2 separate regions of the Sus scrofa genome follow, and region 2 is linked to region 1. The links are chromatin contacts, called in public HiChIP or PLAC-seq maps. All regions are on one chromosome and are shown on one strand. The core of a region is the stretch at or near the end of the contact, and the rest is flanking DNA. Distances in the headings are between cores, read along the strand shown. Region 1 has its middle 32 kb from the start of PMP2. Region 2 holds the start of FABP5 (fatty acid binding protein 5).

Region 1 (4,539 bases), core at 1,483-3,982:
AAAAAACAAAACAAAACTTCCTGCAAACTTAAGTCCACAATCAGATGGCTTCACTGGGGAATTCTAACAAATATACAGAGAAGAACATATACCAATCTTTCTCAAATTCTTCCAAAAAGATTGAAGAAGAAGGAACACTCCCAAAGACATTCTTTGAAGCCATCATCCTGATACAAAACCAGACAAAGACGCTATGAAAAAAGAAAATTATAGACCAATATCTTTGATGAATATAAATGCAAAAATTCTCAAAAAATATTAGCAAACTGAACTCAACAACACATAAAAAAATATCATATACTACAACCAAGTTGGAATCATCCCAAGATCACAATAATGGTTCAACAGATGCAAATCAACCAATGTGATATACGACATCAACAAAAGAAAAGACAAAAAACACATGATCATCTCAACAGATGCAGAAAAACATCTGATAAAATTCAACATCCAATTCATTTTAAAAACCCTTATGAAAGTGGGTATAAAGGGAACACATCTCAATATAATAAAAGCCATTTATGATAAACCCACACCCAGTGTAATACTCCATAGTGAAAAGCTGAAATCCTTCCCACTAAAATCTGGAACAAATAAAGGATGCCCACACACACCACTTCTTTTCAACATAGTATTGGAAGTCCTAGCCACAGCAGTCAGAAAAGAAATAGCATTATAGTGAAATGTACTTCAAAATACTATTTTTAATTGCTTTGGCTTCTTTATCAAATTTGTCAAAATAACAATATATCTAGTTAATTTCCTGGATAAAATTGATTTTGTTTTCAAACTTTTGCTTATTTGGAAGTGAATTTCTAATATTTGTGCTACCCACAGCATCTTTGTTTTATTTTGCATTGAAAATAAATAATTTCCATTGTAAATTGTTGCTTAAAATAAAATTTACATTACTAAATAACTGTTCACTCCTAAAAGTTTTATTTTCCCCTTTTAAATGATAAGTAATAAGTCACTGGTGTTTTCTGTTAAGTGATTTTACAAACAAGGATAATAAATAATTTCATATCTCTCTTTATATTATTTTCCCATTTAACCTCAGTTAAAAAGTATAATAATCATGAAATGCTGTTATATTAGAATATTAAGTGGTACACCACTAGGGAAAAGATGGGAGGTGATATGAGTAACTCTATTAAGGACTTTGCCAACATCCTCTACTTCACCCTTTAAGAAAACTATACCAGGCTCTTTAAATAACCATCAAACCAACACAAATACACAGATCTGGGAGAAGTTAAGAGGCTAGGAATTCTATGATTCATTTATGTTTTAGTGCAAAGTATTAGAAAAGCAACAATTTAAACTAAGATAGGAATTCCTGTCATGGCTCAGCAGTAACGAACCCAACTTGGGTCCATGATGATATGGGTTCCATCCCTGACCTTGCTCAGTGGGTTAAGGATCTGGCATTGCCATGAGCCGGGGTATACGTCACATACGTGGCTCGGATTCTACATTGCTGTGGCTGTTGTGTAGGCTGGCAGCTGTAGCTCTGATTTGATCCCTAGCCTGGGAACTTCCTTATGCCACAGGTACAGCCCTAAAAAGCAAAAACAAACAAACAAACAAACAATCAAAGATAAAAGGAGTGGACATTTTTATTTCATCAAGACTCCTTCTGGAGATCTCTTGTGGCCCAGTGGTTAAGGATTCAGCTTTATCACTGCAGTGGCTTGGGCTACTGCTGTGGCAAGGGTTCAAACCCTGACCTGGGAACTATGTCATGCTGAGGGAGTACCCCCCCAAAAAAAGACTCCTTCCTTTAAATCACACTATTCAGACCCCACCCTTCATACCTCTTAGAGAAGTAAACTTCCAGTGGGAGATCAGCTCCCACTCCCCTAAATGCCTGAAACTGCAAATTATAGCAATATGTAGCTTTGTATACAACACAAAAGTCAAATGACTGCAAATTGCAATGACTCAAACTAAGTATGATTGTACATTGTACTGTCTGTTTCATGCAATGTTGCACCAGATGACATTATTAAAACTGTGTTCATTATAACTTCCTCCTTTACAGTCCTTTTCCCCTCAGAGCAGAGTTACTCACTCAAAGCTTTAAATCTTCTCTGATAGTTCGTAGAATTTCTTGGGCCATGGTGGCATTTGAGAAGCCGATGAAAAATATAAATTCTTTCCAGCAGAAAGGGCATGATAAAATTCTCAATACCATTTTATTGCATTCAGGGGCTTCACTGGTACAGCTGGTCCCACAAGATTATGTCCATCTGAAGGAATTTCATGCCTTGGCTCCATTTTAGAAACATAGTTAAGGCCTAGTAAGAAGGCAAATAAATGCTTCTGCTTCTATTTTTCTTTGTATTCTTTTTCAGTAACTGAACCATTTGAACAGAACAGCAGGGTGGAGTCCATACCTGATAATGGGCAGGAAGAAAGCTGTCATTTCTGGAATTTTTCCATGACCTGGGGGGAACTAACATAGAACCAATGAGTTGTCTCTTGGCCAACTTTTATCTGAACAGAACCTCGAGCTCAGACATGCTCTTTCAGGAGATAAAGTAATGCTGTATAATTCCATCCTGATAATTTCCAGACTTTATTCCCAGGAGAAAAAGTTGATGAGATATTTCTCCCTTTAAGACTCGAGTAATATAGAATTGTAAAATGTACACTCACTAGAGGGTAATGGAGGAGCAGGAACTATGTAAAACCATTCTGGTAGCACTGAAATACCCCACCCACTTCCCTCTGGAACGACTGTTCCCTTCCCAGGCATGTACTGTGATTCACCTTTTGACCCAGGCTTACACCCTACTTCAGGGCTTGATCCTAACATGTATTCTTTTGTGATAAACTGATAAGAGAAGAAGGGTCCTTAGAGAGACTATGTATCTATCTAATTTGTTAACACTCATACTGGGGATTTACAATTGGTGGGGAGGGACTTGGGGGAAGATGAGACTTCTGGCATTTTAAAATCCATGAGGCAGCTCCACACTTGAGGTAACCTCTTGCTCCTGCCAACTGTGGATGGAGTATCTCAATTCATAGACAGAAAGGGCTATATCTGTTGAGTGGATGCTTTCCATGCCACTGGCAAGAATACATCTAGAAAATATGGAGGAAGTTTGGAACGCTTTTGCTTTTCCTTTTGAGGCAGAATAATAATTCAGGTAGTTAGTGCAGCAACATGGGCTTTGATATATTCTTTGATATGGTCATTGATTAACGTCTGTGACTTTTAAGAGTTCCAGGAAGTAGCATCCCCACAGGCCTCCAGAAGGATGTTAATCTCGAACCCACTCCTCAACTGATAGAAAAGGAATGAGGGGAATGGCAACTCCCAGTCTGGGGAAGAGAAGAACAAAGGAACCATAAGACTTATGGGATATATCTACCCTAAGACTCCTATAGGACAGGGACTGATGTAGGTAAACTGGTCAAGGCCAATGGGAAAAAGAACTGATAATCTGGACCCCATGTTGGTACTCCTATCTTTAAGAGATAAAAATCTCATAGAACAATAGAGAGGGAGACTCTTCCTCCCCCCTCCCAGCGTCTGTGCTGGGAGCTATTTGCTTTCCTGTGATAAAGACCTTTGCTTACTTGCTGCCTGTGCGTTGGTGAAGTTCATTCTTCGGCTCCATGAACAAGAACCTGGATTCCAATAACATCTTTCCAGTGACACTTTCATTTTGAAAAAAATAGATCCATGTTGTCTTCGAAAATGTAAAATTTCAAGCTCCTAAATCTTATTAAGTGTTTTTAAGATTTCCCTTATCTGTCTCACTTTACAGTAACATCAGGAAGTATTTCCATTTCATTTTTTTTTTAAATAACACCACCACTAGTCAGTTTCTCTATTCCCCTCTGACAACGCTCCCATCTCTACTCAGTGTCTTCTGATCAAGCAGCACTTAGCTCCTTCAATGTGTAGTCCCTCTTTTAGCTCAGTCACTCGCTGTATCTGGGATGACTACTGGACATGTCTCAAAAGGTGAGGTAAAAAAACCATGACTCTCTTCCCTTTGGCTCAGGAAAAACCTGCCCCAAGTCACACAAAACCCCGGAGATCTGTTTAAAGCTGCCTGCCAGAAGTCGTCATCACTATGCTGTTGAATTCTCGATATCCTTCATCACATCAGTCAGACCAGAACAATGCCCCTGCAGCTGCACCATCAAAACACACCCCTAGTGTTTTCTGTTATTGTTCAAAAATAGTAAAATGGAAAAAAAGACTGTGCGCAATATAATTTATCAAGGGAGAAGGGAAGTTTGGGAAGGAACTAGTGCTATAGTCGTGCAGGGGGCCTCATACAGTTCTTAAATGACTCAACATTTTTGTGGGTTTAAATAAATTTCAAAAGTGATCATCAGTGATAAAACTTACATCTTTAGGTTCACGCTTACCACAGTCCCCTCTCCATTCTGACCATGTCCATTCCTTTCTCCTCTTTCACGGCTTCCTATTATTGAACTTCAGTGTCTAATCTTGCAATGAAACCTTTGCATTCTTCGAATTATTTCATTTGCCCATAGAGTATAAGTGCCACT
Region 2 (4,539 bases), core at 953-3,452, 110 kb after region 1:
GGTAAACATTTGATTAGTAGGCCACATAAAATCAAAATTGATCCTGAGATATTCAAATCACACAAAGTTTTAAGAGTTAACGACACAATCATGATGCTAACAAATAGGAAAAATCTTACTCTCAAAACAATAAATATTTCAGAGCTGTGTAACTCGATTACTACACTGATATACATACTTTATAATCGGTGTATTTCCCCTTAATGCTAACATTTAGAAGTGAAACTTAGCTTCAGGCCAAATCTTGGTTTCACAGATGAGGAGACTACAACCTAAGCAGAGCAACTGGCTTGAGGATGAAACCCAGCCAGGCTTGAAATGTCTTCTCTTTTGCTAGCTTGGGGCTGATGGATATCTGGTTTTGTGAGTTGAGCCATTATTTATTCTCACTTTGGACAAAGAAAGGGCTTTGCTCTTCCCACACCTTGATTGCTCTCTGCTGAATTGAGCCTTGACAACCTTCATGACTCTAGAACTCTGGAAAGTAGCCATCTGATAAACACATTCCCTCTTTCAGGGGGCACAGAAAACAGCCTCTGTTTGGTCCTCACACAGGTGAACACACAAATGTTGCACTTCTTATGAGTGCAGTTAGGTTGCTTTTTCCAGTTACCTTGATCTAGATTTACAGTGGAGAAAAAAAACACCGCCTTCCTGTTTCACTCATAGAATTATAAACACACTCAAGATTCACCAGGGAGCCAGCCTTAACCAGCTGATGTCTTGCCTAAAGGCTAGTAAAGGAGTGTCACCTAAGTACCACAGGACCTAGGTCTCTGTAGTGACTTCTGCACCAGAAAGCACTCAGGTAAACGTTTGTGCAAGGGCGGCTTCTATCTAAAGGATCCCCACAGTCCCAGCAGTGGTCTCAGATAGGATCTTTGCTATGCTACACCATCCAACTTCCTAAAGGCCTGCAACAACGTTCATCTTTATTTGTTAATCTGTCCAGTCTCAACACAGCATACAATCCGTGTCACCAGCTTAGGAAAACAACAAAAGAAAATCAGGCACTATTCTGAATCAGAGAACTTGAATCTTCCTACCTGAGAATCACTCATCCTTGGAAGGCTTTTAAGATGTTAAGTGCTTTCTGCAAGGCCACGCCCATGTTGGACACTAGTTAGAAAACAGCCCCAGGAGGGCCGGCAGTTTGTATGACTGCAGTTTTCCAACAAAGCCTCTTTGCTCCTCACCCTCAAGATGCCGAGGCCAGGGTCGCAGCGCTCGCCCACTCCCAGTACGGGTGATCTTACCGCACCCCTCCCACAGGCCACCGGCTCACTGTGGCGCCCGGCCAGGCGGTGCCAGCAGGTCAGCGCTGCCAGCGCCACGCCTCTGAGCGCTGTTCTGGGGCCTGAAGGCGAGGATGCCCCGACGCTCCCCAGGGAGTTGTGCCAACCCACAGGGTTCTGCGCACCCAGCGAGAGAAGGTGGAGGGCTTGGGGGTGGGGGAGATGCCCCCGGAGCGGAATAGAGGCTGAAGCGGGAAGCCTGGTCCAGACTCTCTAAAGGGTTTCTGATGGAAACCGCGTCCCCGCGGAGACGAAGGAGGGGGACCCGCGCGCCATCTAGGAACAAAAGATGCTGCAGGGTGCTCAAGGGCGAGTGGGTGCGACCACCACGGGGCGAGTGTGAGAGAGTGGACGGTGGCAGGAGGAGGAAGGAGCAGGAGGAGTGGTGGGGGAAGGAAAACAGAAAGTTAGGGGGGCTGCCTGGATAGTCAAAGACATGAAGCTGGAGGTTAGAGGGGGTGAGCGCACTGAAGGGCAGGAAGCAGTGCGGAGCCACCGCGTGGGGCAGGGGAAAGCAGCAGAGAGCGGGGCAAGCTACGAGGCAGATGGTCCCCAGGGTCCTGGGACGAAAGGGAGGCGCCCTCCCCGCCGCTCGCCCGCGTGGTGGGCGTGGGATGTGGAAGGGGCTAAGGGGATCGAGGGTAGGCATTGAGCCTGCCTAGCCCCTGAGCCCAACACGCCGAGGGGGTGCCTTAGGGACACAGTCACACGTGCCACGCTGTCGTGCCGCGTGGCGGCGAACCTCACCTACTTCCTTCATGTACTCGTCAAAGCCTTTGCTCTCCACTAAGCGCCATCTTCCGACCAGCTGCTGGATGGAGGCCATGGCGGGCGCGGACGGGCGTGCGGAGCGAATAAGCGGACTGGTGCCTAGAGCCTGGCGTGCGGGTGCCGGGAGCCTGGCGTGCAGCCGCTGGGCCACTGCGGCTGCTTTATAAAGGCGGCGCGCGCGCTGGGAGGCTCCCTGCGGCCAATGAGAGGCTCGCCTCACCCGCCCGTCCCGCCTCCCCGCCTCCCCTCCCCGCCCCCCAAGCCCCCGGGCCTAACTCCCGGGGGGTCCGTACGTGCGAACCAGCTCCACCTGCCACCTCTGCGAGGGTTCCCCTGGCGCCTCCTGCAAGCGGGGACTCGCCCGGCGTGCCCCACGCCGCCCCGGACGCCAGGCCCTGCCCGTTCTCGTGCCTCTGCAAGTCCAGTAAACCGGGGGGGGCGCTACCGGCGGACACGACATGTCTTTCCTGGGCCAGAGGATCCACCAGCCGCCGCCTCTCTTCCATTCAAAACACCCCCAAACGAATAGATTAGCATTCGCTGGGCTCCGAGGGTAGGGATTGGTTTGAGTGACTGATGGATTGGTAGACTTCTTTTCGTCCCTAATCACTGCTCATAGTCAGGGGACAAACCTGTCTCTTAGCCCCTGGGGAGAGAACTTTTTCTTCCCACGCTCAGGGCACTCCCAGCCTAACTGGGGTCTCTGGATGGGAATATACCTGAGTTAAGTTAGATCATTTTATCAGAAGGTGCCGGGTAGCTGGAAAAGTCCCAGGAAGTTCGGTTTCCAAACTGAGACTGTAGAAGCTATCAGCTTAAGTGACTGCCCTTGCTATTAAGTGTTCCCGTTCAAGAAAGTATTATTATTTGTATTTTCCGCTGAGTGAGCCCTTCAAGCTTTCCTCTCTGACTCCCAAGTCTTAAGACTCCAATGCATTCCCTCTTCACCTTTAATCCTAAGAATATCCTATACTGGGTATAGAATGTTATGCTTTTCAAAGTGTGCGTGTCACAGTATCTTACTTTGTGCTCCCAGGTGCCTGTGGGAGTGAGTTGGTGTGAGGTGAGGAAGTTGCCACACACAGAGGGTAGCCACCTTGGTGGAGGTAAGGTCTATTTGTTGAGTAGCCACTTATGCTGAATGCTGTACTTCCTGGCCACCTTATACCCATTAACTCTGCTCTCCACTCCGTTTTGTGCTACAGAGGGTTACTCCAATTTTCTGAAAGGGAAATCAGGCAGGGAAAGTTTGCAGAGTGGCAGAACCAGAATGCCTGCCCAAGTCCTTCTCATTCAAGAGCTTATGAAATAGGACCACACCTGACTGCCCCTAGCTCCCTGTCCTCCTTATGGGATTAAGAATAGGAGCTACAGCCCTGAATTATACCAAGACACTAGTTCTTGTACCTTCCTTGAACTGAAAGCTGAGGTTGGTTTGTCATCTTCCAGCATGCCTCAGGACATTTACTCCCCAGCGCCATAGCCCTTTCAAGTTCCTGCCCTAATTTTGTGGTCACCTCCATCTTCCGTGTGGTATGATTTTAATACTGAATGACTCAGGCCACGTAGTTGTGCCACTCAGGGCCTGCATGTTCCACACCTCTACTGCTTAGAAGAACTTCATGTTCTGAGGGCGGCTGAGCACATCATTTGCTCAAAGAAGTAAGTTCTGGCTTCCAGACCCTAAGCACAGCCAGCTCCTCCTGCCTCCTGGAGAAGCAGCTTCTATGTGTTTGAACTTTCATTCTTTTCTTTCTTATTTTTCTTTAACTTTCTTTTCTTATTTTTTGGCTACATCCAAGGCATGTGGAAGTTCCTGGGCCAGGAATGGAACCCACACCATAGCAGTGACCCAAGCCACTGAAGGGACATTGGCAGATCCTTAACCACTAGGCCACCAGGGAACTCCTGGACTTTGTTTTTTTGTTGTTGTTGTTCTTTTTTTAAAGGACCGCACCCATGGCATATGGAGGTTACCAGGCTAGGGGTCAAATCGGAGATGTAGCTGCTGGCCTACACCACAGCCACAGCAATGCAGGATCCAAGCCGCGTCTGTGAACTACACCACAGCAAGGCAACGCGGGATCCTTAACCCGCTGAGTGAGGCCAGTATCCTGCATCCTGATGGATACTAGTCATATTCGTTTCTGCTGAGCCATAACAGGAACTCCCAGGACTTTCATTTTCAATGTGTTAGTTCAACAGGTTTTATCCATTTTTGTATAGAATATGGTAATGATAGCCAAGAGTCAGTACTGGAATAGTAATATTTAGATTATCATAATCTACAGAACTATCAAAAACAAAATGGTACTGCAGTACTCAACACTTACGTACTTAAGAAATAGTTTTTACACCAAAGACATTTTATCCAAAACTAAACTTTTAAACACACCCTTTGATGAACATGTAGGTGAAAAAAGTCACCTGCCATATCATTAAAAAAAAAAAAAAAAGATATAGCGACCATCAA

Evidence for each region. HiChIP or PLAC-seq counts read pairs in DNA pulled down with a chosen protein or histone mark.
Region 2: an H3K27ac HiChIP or PLAC-seq map of skeletal muscle shows a contact between it and region 1. The contact joins the promoter of FABP5 here to the enhancer-like site in region 1. A contact is called at or near these places in 6 of 47 Hi-C or Micro-C datasets (embryonic fibroblasts, heart right ventricle, omental adipose tissue and 2 more) and 2 of 2 datasets of contacts at active chromatin or transcription factors (alveolar macrophages and skeletal muscle).

What each region holds. Positions count from the first base shown.
Region 1 is chr4:55,165,534-55,170,072 of Sscrofa11.1, forward strand. No RefSeq gene overlaps it. Among named protein-coding and RNA genes, the nearest start is that of PMP2, 32 kb to the left of the region's middle. Within about 2 kb of position 2,733, at least 17 of the 83 cell types and tissues checked have an H3K27ac peak or open chromatin away from gene starts, as enhancers often do. A contact at or near this core is called in alveolar macrophages, omental adipose tissue, skeletal muscle and 1 more, where this site is marked.
Region 2 is chr4:55,280,383-55,284,921 of Sscrofa11.1, forward strand. FABP5 (fatty acid binding protein 5) reads right to left here and starts at 2,203. Exons shown (of 4, transcript NM_001039746.2): 1 at 2,043-2,203. The coding sequence starts at 2,121.